Regions from separate parts of the Mus musculus genome. Here region 2 is linked to region 1. A link is a contact called in public HiChIP or PLAC-seq data. All regions are on one chromosome and are shown on one strand. Each heading gives the region's core, a stretch centred on a gene start, on an enhancer-like site or on the middle of the called end of the contact. The rest is flanking DNA. Distances are from core to core; before and after follow the strand shown.

Region 1 (4,827 bases), core at 1,904-4,403:
TTCTTTCTAATTCCTCCTTCCTTCCTAGCACTTGGAAGGCAGACATGGGAAGACTGGAACTTCAAGGTCATTCTTAACTATATAATGTATTTAAGATAAAAAAAAACCTAGAGCTCTAACTAGGAAATTATAAACCACGCAAGGCAGTGCATATCCACACTCCCAGCACTTGGGGGGAGACTAAGGCAGGAATATGGAGAGTTCAAGCCCATCCTGGCTGCACAGTGAAACTATTTCTAAATAAGTGGTCAGCAAGATGGCTCTAGAGCAGTCAAGAAAGATTTTACTTGAATCCAGCCAAACCTACTCATTTATGTATTACACACGGCTGTTTTTGACATGCACTAACTGGGGTGCTGTGATTCGGCTTGTGTAAACTAACAAAGCAAAACTACTTACTACTGGCTCTTTTCAGAAAGTTTGCTAAAACCTGACCTGAACTCAACTGCTCCAAGAGCCCTCTACTCAGACCTCTTTTAAGCTGGATAAGTCTTTCAAAGTCATAAAGCACACAATATAATCTTAGGTAACATTAAAGCTAAAAATAAATTCATGCAATGTATCCAAAGCAGTGTGACTTACACCCTGGCACAGGTGTTTCTTACTGCAGGCCACTTGGCAGCCTCGTCTCACTTCCACACACTGTCTCTGATTCAACCCAAAACACGTATTTCAAGGGAAGAAGCGGCAGCACTGGCTGCTGGAGATCCACAGGTTTCTTAGGTCTGACCTCTATTCCAACAGAAAGAAATTAAGGCCCGGAAAGCCTGCACCCACTCCACTTAAACTGGCTAGTGTCTGACCCAAGAAGCAGGCCCAGGGTTCGGGATTCCCAGGGGCTAGTTCTCTCTGGACAAACCTCCCAAAGCTGATAGGCTCTGCTTAGAGGCTTCTCACTACACCCCTGCCAAGGCCGAGAACTGTCAGGGATTTTCAGAGCAGTTCAGAAGCTTACTATCCTAATGCAATCAATTCCTCTGCAGGCTGGAGATCTGGACCCTTACCAAAAGCTCAGCTCGGGCCTGCTCCCCCTGTGCCCGCCGTCTCTTCTTCAAGTCTTTCACTCTTCTTAGGTGGTCCAGTCGGTTCTGGATTTGCTCCTGAAGAAAGTAAATAGTCGGCCAGTTCAAGATTTTGCAGATCTCAGCATCAGAATACTCTGCTTTTCACACATGAACCCAAACTACAGATGCCAAGGCCCCGCTGGACTCTCTTCTCAGACCATAATGCCACTCCTGGGAAGAGCCCAAAGCACAGGGGCCAGCAAGTGTGTTAGCAATTTGTTATTTAAACTCTAGCCACCTACCAGTTCCTAGAAGCGGTTACAAGACATCTGGGTAAGGAGGCTCAAAAGGTAAGCTATTTCTCAGATGAATACAGAAAAAAAAAAAAGATTTATTTTCCTCAAAGAATCAGTAAACATTACTAAATTACAACTTATCTCCAGCGAGTGAAATGATACAGGTGACAGCTTTGTAAACGTGACTGACATTTGGATGAACTCACACTTAAACAAATATATAACTCTGTTGGTATAGATCCCTGCAGCCCTCAAGATCATTATCACTTCAGAGCTACTTTATATGTAACGTTTTCGTACTACTGTGTAGCTGTGCCAGTGTTTATTCAACACTCCACAAAGGTCCTGTGAGTTCACTTCCCCTTCACAATAAGCCATCTCCCGAGTCTGAGAGTGGCTAAATGATTTACTTAAGCAGTAAAAAGCTCTGTTCATTTCCATTCAGTTCTAAAACAGGTTTACAGGGAAGTGCTGGGGACACAGATTAAGTGATGGGCACTGCTCGATGTGAATTCAGCCAGCCAACAGTGACTGTCTGGCTTGGTATCCTGGGTCAGAGCGAGTTCGAGGCGTTCAAGGCCTATGGAAGTGTACTTGGCTCCATGTGCATCTCCTTTGTCAAGGGAGGGTCTCCTCGCGCCGTCCCAGTCGCGGCACGCGTAGAGGCGGTTAGCAGGGGCGCTCGGGGTGGGGGTGGGGGTGCTCCTGGCCTCGCCAGCTACAGGTTCTCCTTCCCAGTCTGAGTGCGGAGGCTCCGCAGCCGACAGGGAGGAAATGACGGCGGTGGGCCCCACGTCCGGCTCGCCATTTTCTCGGTATCAAACCAGGAAGCCCCCGGCTCGCCCCTTTGTCCGCCGGCCCGGCCCTACCTTGAAGCCCTCCACCGCCTCCTCCAGGGGCAGCACGCTGTGGCCGCGGTGCTCGCGCGAGCGGTCGCACACCACGCAGATGGGCATCTGGTCCTGCTCGCAGTACAGCTTCAGAGGCTCCCGGTGCTTCTCGCACACGCCCATCTCGCCGCCGGGCCCCGACGGCCGCTCGGTGCGCAGCTGCTTCACCAGCTGGGTCACGTTGGCCAGGTGCCGGTTGGGTCGCATGTGGCGCTGCGGGAAGGTCTCCCGGCACTGCGGACACGACACGTTAGTCTCCGCGGCACCCCAGCAGCGGGCCAGGCACGCGCAACAGATGTTGTGGCCGCAGTCGAGCATCATAGGCTCCACGAAGTACTGAAGGCACACGGGGCAGGTGGTCTCCTGCTGCAGGCACTCGGCCACGCTCCCGGAGGCCATGGCGCGGGCCGGCTGGGCCGCAGGGCATGAGCCCGGAGCCGAGCTCTGTCGGAGCTCAGCGCGCTCGCTCCGCTTCTCGGCTCCGGAGCGGGGCGGGGCCTCCGGCGCGGGGATCGCAGACGCGCGCGGAGCTCTCGGGCGGCCAGACCCGTCCCCGCACAGCTGCTCCTCACCGACAGCACGGGGAGGAGGCCTGGGCCCCGGAGCCCGGCTGAGAGCCGAGCCGAGGGGAGTCGGGAACCGGGCGCCGCGGGCTGGCTCACCGGGCAACGTGGCCGCGTCGGAAGGGGTCCCGCGGCCGCGCAGACTCCTCAGGGCCGAGCGGAAGAGGTGGGCCGGGGGCGGGGCCTGGCTTCCCGCGCCGCTCTGCTCTCTCGGGGCGGGAAAGCGGGTTTCCTCTGCACAGTCCTGGGTCCCCGGCACCCAGCCCGGGAGTCGGTCGTGGCTGTCGCGTGCAGTGGGAGCAGAGTGTCCCCTGGCAGTGGCGTCGGGTCACTCCAAGCGTCTGTGGGCCCGTAGTCTTCTGCTGAGTTTCCTCTTAGTGGCTAGGCCTCGGCTCCTTTAAAAGTAAGATGGCTTTGCATAAATGCCGGAAAGCTGGGCGGGGAGACCAGCTAGGCCCCTCCCAGTGTGACACACCCAGCTCCAGGCGTTAACAATCGCTAGAAAAGGGTTTAATCATCAGCAACTTTTCTCAGGGGCAGAAACGGAGAAGCCCAGTTCTATCTCCACCCTAAAGTAAATCGGTTTATCGTTCCGAGCCTCATTTTCTTCTCGTGTGAAATGGGGACCGATCGAATCCCGACCAGAGTGCTGACCAGACCATGAAGTCCTCCCCCATCTCCCTAGCTCTACCGTTACTAGGGAGCCACCCCACCGAGAGCCCGCTTGTGAGTCCCTAACTTCTTCTCAGGCTCCTCAGGTGCCCAGTGTCTCACTTCCTCAAGTGAGTAGCCAGACCCGACGTGTCAAAGGGCTGCCTGGCGACACACTTCTCTCTCGTCTTCCCTGCCACCTGCTGAGGAACCTACGTGGCTGTGGGTTCCTATGAGACCCTCGAAGAAACAACCCGGATTCTGCCACGTGGGCCTCATTCTCAGAACACTCCCCCACCCCCACCCCCACCCCCACCCCTCACCTCCAGCCTGGGCCCTGCGGCGCTGGGGCCAAAAATTCTGATTGTCCACTGTAGTGTTGTCCTTCTGCCCATGACGTTAATAACTCTTCTAATAAGTTCTTACTCCCAGCAATCTAGTTCAGTGCCCTCCTTGAGCTCCCATACCCTATTGCTTTCAGGAATTTTCCCCATCAAGGAGTTACACCTTTTTAAACAAACAAACAAACAAACAAACAAACCACAGCTTGAGCATAAAGATCTTTATCCGCTAGTTTAAATGAAGCACCCAGTACATCGAATGACATTGAGTAGAACCTAAAACTTGCTTGTTTCTGCCCAATCGAGAGTCCTGTGATGACCGGAGGAGGTCTTGTAGCCTGGTTTCTTATCACAGAATAGGTTTTCAGTTCTGTGCGCTGTCACTTATGCCATGGCCTTTCCTACTCTCCTTTGGGATTGACTCCGTGCCTGCCCTTGTGTTTGAGCAACAGGGAATTTCTGTATCCAGGCCATCACTTCACTGGATTCTGCTTGATTCTTCCCTATGGGACAAGAAATCCGAGGTACTTAACAAGTCTCGCTCATCCAAACCTCCATTCTCCCCACCTGCTCTTTGAAACTCCAGGCTCAAAACAACTCAGCACACTTCCAGTAAATGGTAGAATATTTGTCCTAGGCTACACTGTAGTCTACTCTGCTACAAAACTGAAGTTGAAAGGAATTGAAAGTGCCAGTCTTACTCCAGAAGGAAGAATTCAGTTTTGCAAGCCGGTGTAGAACTATGAAAAATGCAGGTGGCAGATATGTGTTCTTAGGTCATCAGTGCGGCTCTGGATTTTAGCTTTGTCATCCAGGGCTCATGCGGTCTCTGCTTTCCTAACCTCAAGGCAGATGGCCTGGACAAGCCAGGTAAGTAGGGCAAGGTGGAGGAAGTAGGGGAAAGGAAGCGCTCCCCCTTCCAGGATTGCTACAGGCTCCCTCCTTTCTCAAGCGATAACTGTTTTCTCTTTCTCCACTAATTTAGTAGGCTTGTCATGAGCTTTATGGCTGAGTTGCCTACTCATTTCCAGTGTTTTCAGTGTTAGAGCTCGAACCCAGGACGTTAAGCTAGGCAAGTGCTC
Region 2 (4,588 bases), core at 387-2,886, 170 kb before region 1:
ATAGCACTATGTTATTGATACCCCTGTAATGCTGTGTTCACTCAGCATAGTAATAGTGGTAGGTTTTCTCTTAAGCCTATGATCTATCCAGTAGCAGATTCTTGATCTCATTAATAGTGTCAGGTGTGGGCTCCATCATGGAGCAAGGCCTTAAATCTAATTTAAAAAAAAAAAATAGTTGGTTACTCCTATTAGTGCCACTACTGCACCAGTGTACTTTTACAGGTCGTTGCTGCTGTAGATTGCAGGTTTTATAGCCTGGTGACATTGATTACTTTTCTCCTCCTGTAGTGTGTCTAGGACCTTCTAACAGTGAAGCTTCTAGTTTGGTGCCAGATCAATTTTTCATGCTCTATGATATACTTAAGTGACATCATCACTAACAGGGCCTTACCAAGGATAACCAATAGCCTTAACAATTACTTGTGGTGTTTGAGTCAGTCTAGGGACCCCTTTGGTCAACAACTCATTGAGATGTAACCCATCCCTGGCACTGGAGGTGTGAGGGTGGCTTTGATGTAAAAATTTAAGTTGGGTGTGGTGATATACACCTGTAATCCAAGCACTCTAGAAGCTGCAGTATGAGATCACAAATTTTAGGTCAACAGTTCCCTCCTTCAGACAAAACAGATTGATGTTTCACATTATTGTTGGACCTTTCCAATTAAGAATAAAGAAACACTTTTCATATCCCCTTAGTTGAAATGGCCTTCCTCAGAAGTCTCTTCAAAGCTCCTATGACATCTTTGTTCCTCAGAGTATAGATGAATGGATTAGCCATGGGAGTGATGACACAGTAAAACAGAGTCAAGACCTTGATAAGGTCTTGGGAGCCATCCTCTGAGGGTTGCATGTAGATGTAGATCCCTGGTCCATAAAATAAAGACACCACCAGCAGGTGCGATGAGCAAGTGTTGAAAGCCTTGAGCCTCCCTGCCGCAGAAGGCATTCGAAATACAGTTTGAGCAATGTAACTATATGATACAAGTATCATGGAGAGGGGACCCATTATGAAGAATGTGGCCACCACTGCTAAAGTAACCTCATTGACTGTGGTGTCCCCACAAGACATCTTAATAAGCCCAGGCAGCTCACAGAAGAAGTGGTCAAGCATCCGATTCCCACACAGGGGCAACTGTATGGTAAGTGTAGACTGTAGTAGTGAGTTAGCCAGGCCAGTGAGCCAAGCAGCACCAGACAGCTGCAGACAGAGCCTGTGGTCCATAATGACAGAGTACCTCAGAGGCTTGCACACAGCCACATAGCGATCTAAGGCCATGATACCAAGAAGAACACATTCAGTACAGCCTAACCAATGAAACACATAGGCCTGGGCCATGCAGCCTATGTAAGTGATGTTCTTGTTGGGTCCCTGTAAGTTAAACAACATTTGAGGGACAGTCGTAGTGGTAAAACAGAGATCCAAAAATGAAAGGCTGGTAAGGAAGAAATACATGGGACTTTGGAGCTGGGAATCGAGCTGAGAAACCAAAATAATAGCAATGTTTCCCAGCAATGTGAACATGTAGGAGGTCAGGAGGACAAAGAAGAGAGGGAGATCCAGCCATGGGTACTTGGTAAAGCCCATAAGAATGAAATCTTCTGGGAAATCTGCACTGATGCGATTCACTGACATTTCAAAGGAAAGGGGCCTGATAAAATCAAGGAGGAAAAGGATGATTTTAAAAAATTACAACTAGGCAAAAATTATGAAGGTACTAGAAAAAAATACACTTATTTTTTCCTAGGGAAAGAGCTGGTATATGCCATCCATAGAAATCACATCAATGGTGATATAAAACAATAATTCATAGGTAACATTTCAAAAGTCTGGAAAACTCTTCCTGGGGACAAAGTTGTTCTATATAATGCCTGCTTTCCTCTCCTTACTCCCTTTTAAGGAGAAATTTCTCATTGAGGCATCTGAAACACATGAACAAATCAGGATTCAGGCAAAGTGGTAGCTCCTTTCTCCTCACTTCTTAGAGTTAGAACAACTTGTCAGTAGAAAAAAAAAATTTTGAGAAAAGTATATACTTCAGTATTCCAACAGAATGTCATTCCAAAAAGGATGACATTGTAAAAATGTTAAAACTAGTGGCTTTAACTAGTTAAAACCCCTGACTGAGCCAGTGACTGAGAGCATGAGAATTATCAGGAAATGTGAGAGATAAGTAAGAATGTTGGTTTTTATTTTTCCACTGCAAGCTCATGGTATTACATTTTAAAAATCTTGACTATGTGCCTTTAATAAAATGGAAAAGAGCAAAGACTAGAAAGTGTCAATACTTATAAATGAAGCGCACACACGTGTTTGAAGTAATGAAAACACAACAGTTTACCTGCAGGAAAGAATTATTGTAACACCAAAATTTTAGGACAGTGAAACTACTCCATCGCTTCTGTGCTTCCAGCTCTCTGTAATGATGGGCACATGCCAAGGTGAGCTTGTCCAAATGGACAGGATGTACAGTGTTAAAGGTTAATTCCAATGTCAATTCTGGATTTGGAGTAATCAATCCATCCGTATTGGCTCACCGATCACAACCAACGGTCCTGTGGGTTGGGAAAAAGGAAAAACTACACATGCAGGGAGGGCAGGGGATTATGGGAAATCTCTGTACCTTTGCTCAACTTTTCTATTAACCTAAAATGTCTCTAAAATAAATGTTAAAGAAAACATTCTACTTGCCCATTGAGAAGGTTTTCATGATAAATAAAAAAGGATTCTTCTTATAACATGCTCAATGTGCATAAAAAGCTTAGAGTCACTTAAAAGATAAGCCGAAGGAAAAAGGATAATATATTTGAAAATTAACATAGATATTTCCTAGTTTAGGATAGAGATTTAGATACCACATGTTGGGATTAATCCTAAGAAACTTTAGCCAAAGAAATTACATGTGAAGTTATCGTGACAAGAGAAATGTGTTTCAGTTTACTGGACGAGTCTATGGAAGTTGTTTTAATTGTTTTGTTACATCAACAAAACCTGGTTTTGAAGTGACAGACCTGAATGGTGTTGCTAGAATCCCTGTGATGTGTGATAGAAGACCATGGGAGGATTGCAGAACATTTTCCTGTCGATTAATCATAATGGACAGGTAATGAGGACAGGGCTACCACAACCCATAGCTCAGTGATTCCCTAAAGAAGAGCTTTATACACAGTCGTGATTGTTCCCGAAAACACCAGGCAGTATGAGTGATGAGTGAGAAAACTGTTTTTATTTTTCCACTGAGAGCTCATGGTATCAGATTTTTAAAATCTTGACTATGGGCCTTTAATAAAATGAAAAATAGCAAGGACTAGAAAGTGTTAATGCTTATAAATGATGGCCACAGACGTCAGAAGCACACACCCGTGTTTGAAGTAATGAAAACACAGCAGTTTCCTGCAGGGAAGGGAAGGGTTTGAGGGAAGCACGCTTAATTTTATGGCTGAGTTTAGCAACCTGATAAATGTACATGTGTAGATAGCATTATCACAGGTTATAGTGGGAAACCATGTTGAAAACTCAACTCAAGACCACAATGTGCAAAACCTTGATCACTATGTTAAATGCACTGACCAAACAAATGTGTTTCAGGACAAGAGTGGAGTAGCTCTTAAGAACACTTACTACAGAGGACGATGAGGAATGATAGGAGAGAAGAGATGGGAAGCTGGGGGTGAGGTGAGGGCAACCTGCACAGGGATAGCGTTAGCGGGCCAGGCAGTGGTGACAAACAGGAGCAAGGCATGGCTGTACGACAGAGGAGCTAGAAACCCAAACTTTAATCCAAGATGCTAGGAGTTGGGAAATGGAATGGACGGAAAGAGAAGGGCATTGGTGTGAACATTGTATGGGATACATAGCTTAAATCACAAATATCTTTACAAGGCAAATTTTAAGTTTGGCATGCAAGAATCAGCTTGAGTGAGTCTCCTGGGGTCTTTTTGCTCTGGGTCAACTTAACCAGCTAGTGATTTGAGAAATCATGAAGTACCTGAACCTGTGTTTGGGATAGTTATAATGGCTTAATTACCAAGGCCAGGGACATATGGAGACAAAGACAATGACAAGGGACTGTGTCCAACCAGAGAAGATACAAGTTATTGAAGGGGACCAGGCATTTGCAAATAAAGTAGAGAAAAAGAATGGCATCCTGTCTTCTCAAAAGCATCCTCAAGCATTTGGACTTGTCCATTGTTCACACAATTTGATTCTTGAATTGATCTTCAATGTGTTATATTTTAAAGAATTTGTTCAACCACAACCTTCTTTCTCCCTCTTTACAGAAGTTGATATTTCTTTGCTAGAGCAAGAATCCAGTTAGCTGAAGTATGGTACTTAGCCTAGCTGATCTGTGTACTCCAGAACATTCACATATTCCTCCTCTCAAAACCAAATAAAGCTAAACAAAACCTAGGGATACTTAGTCCTGAGTTGGTAAAAAGAAAGATCACTAGCACATCCCTCTATTTGTTGGGATATTAAGCAGACATGACCAGCTATAAAAATATAGTTAGGAGAACTGTTGTTGAAGGACCAGATTCCTCAGGTTTAGAGAGATTAAGTGAGTCTAATCAGGTTAGGGACTCAAGA

What was found. HiChIP or PLAC-seq counts read pairs in DNA pulled down with a chosen protein or histone mark.
Region 2: an H3K27ac HiChIP or PLAC-seq map of embryonic stem cells shows a contact between it and region 1, with 6 read pairs. The contact joins the promoter of Olfr1367 here to the promoter of Trim27 in region 1. A contact is called at or near these places in 3 of 39 promoter capture datasets (liver and second pharyngeal arch cranial neural crest), 1 of 484 Hi-C or Micro-C datasets (rod photoreceptor), 2 of 115 datasets of contacts at active chromatin or transcription factors (both in embryonic stem cells) and 1 of 9 other capture datasets (liver).

Annotation. Positions count from the first base shown.
Region 1 is chr13:21,178,257-21,183,083 of GRCm38.p6, reverse strand. Trim27 (tripartite motif-containing 27) reads right to left here and starts at 3,153. Exons shown (of 8, transcript NM_009054.3): 1 at 2,170-3,153; 2 at 1,005-1,100. The coding sequence starts at 2,589.
Region 2 is chr13:21,343,978-21,348,565 of GRCm38.p6, reverse strand. Olfr1367 (olfactory receptor 1367) reads right to left here and starts at 1,636. Exons shown (of 1, transcript NM_146533.1): 1 at 686-1,636. The coding sequence starts at 1,636. The coding sequence ends at 686.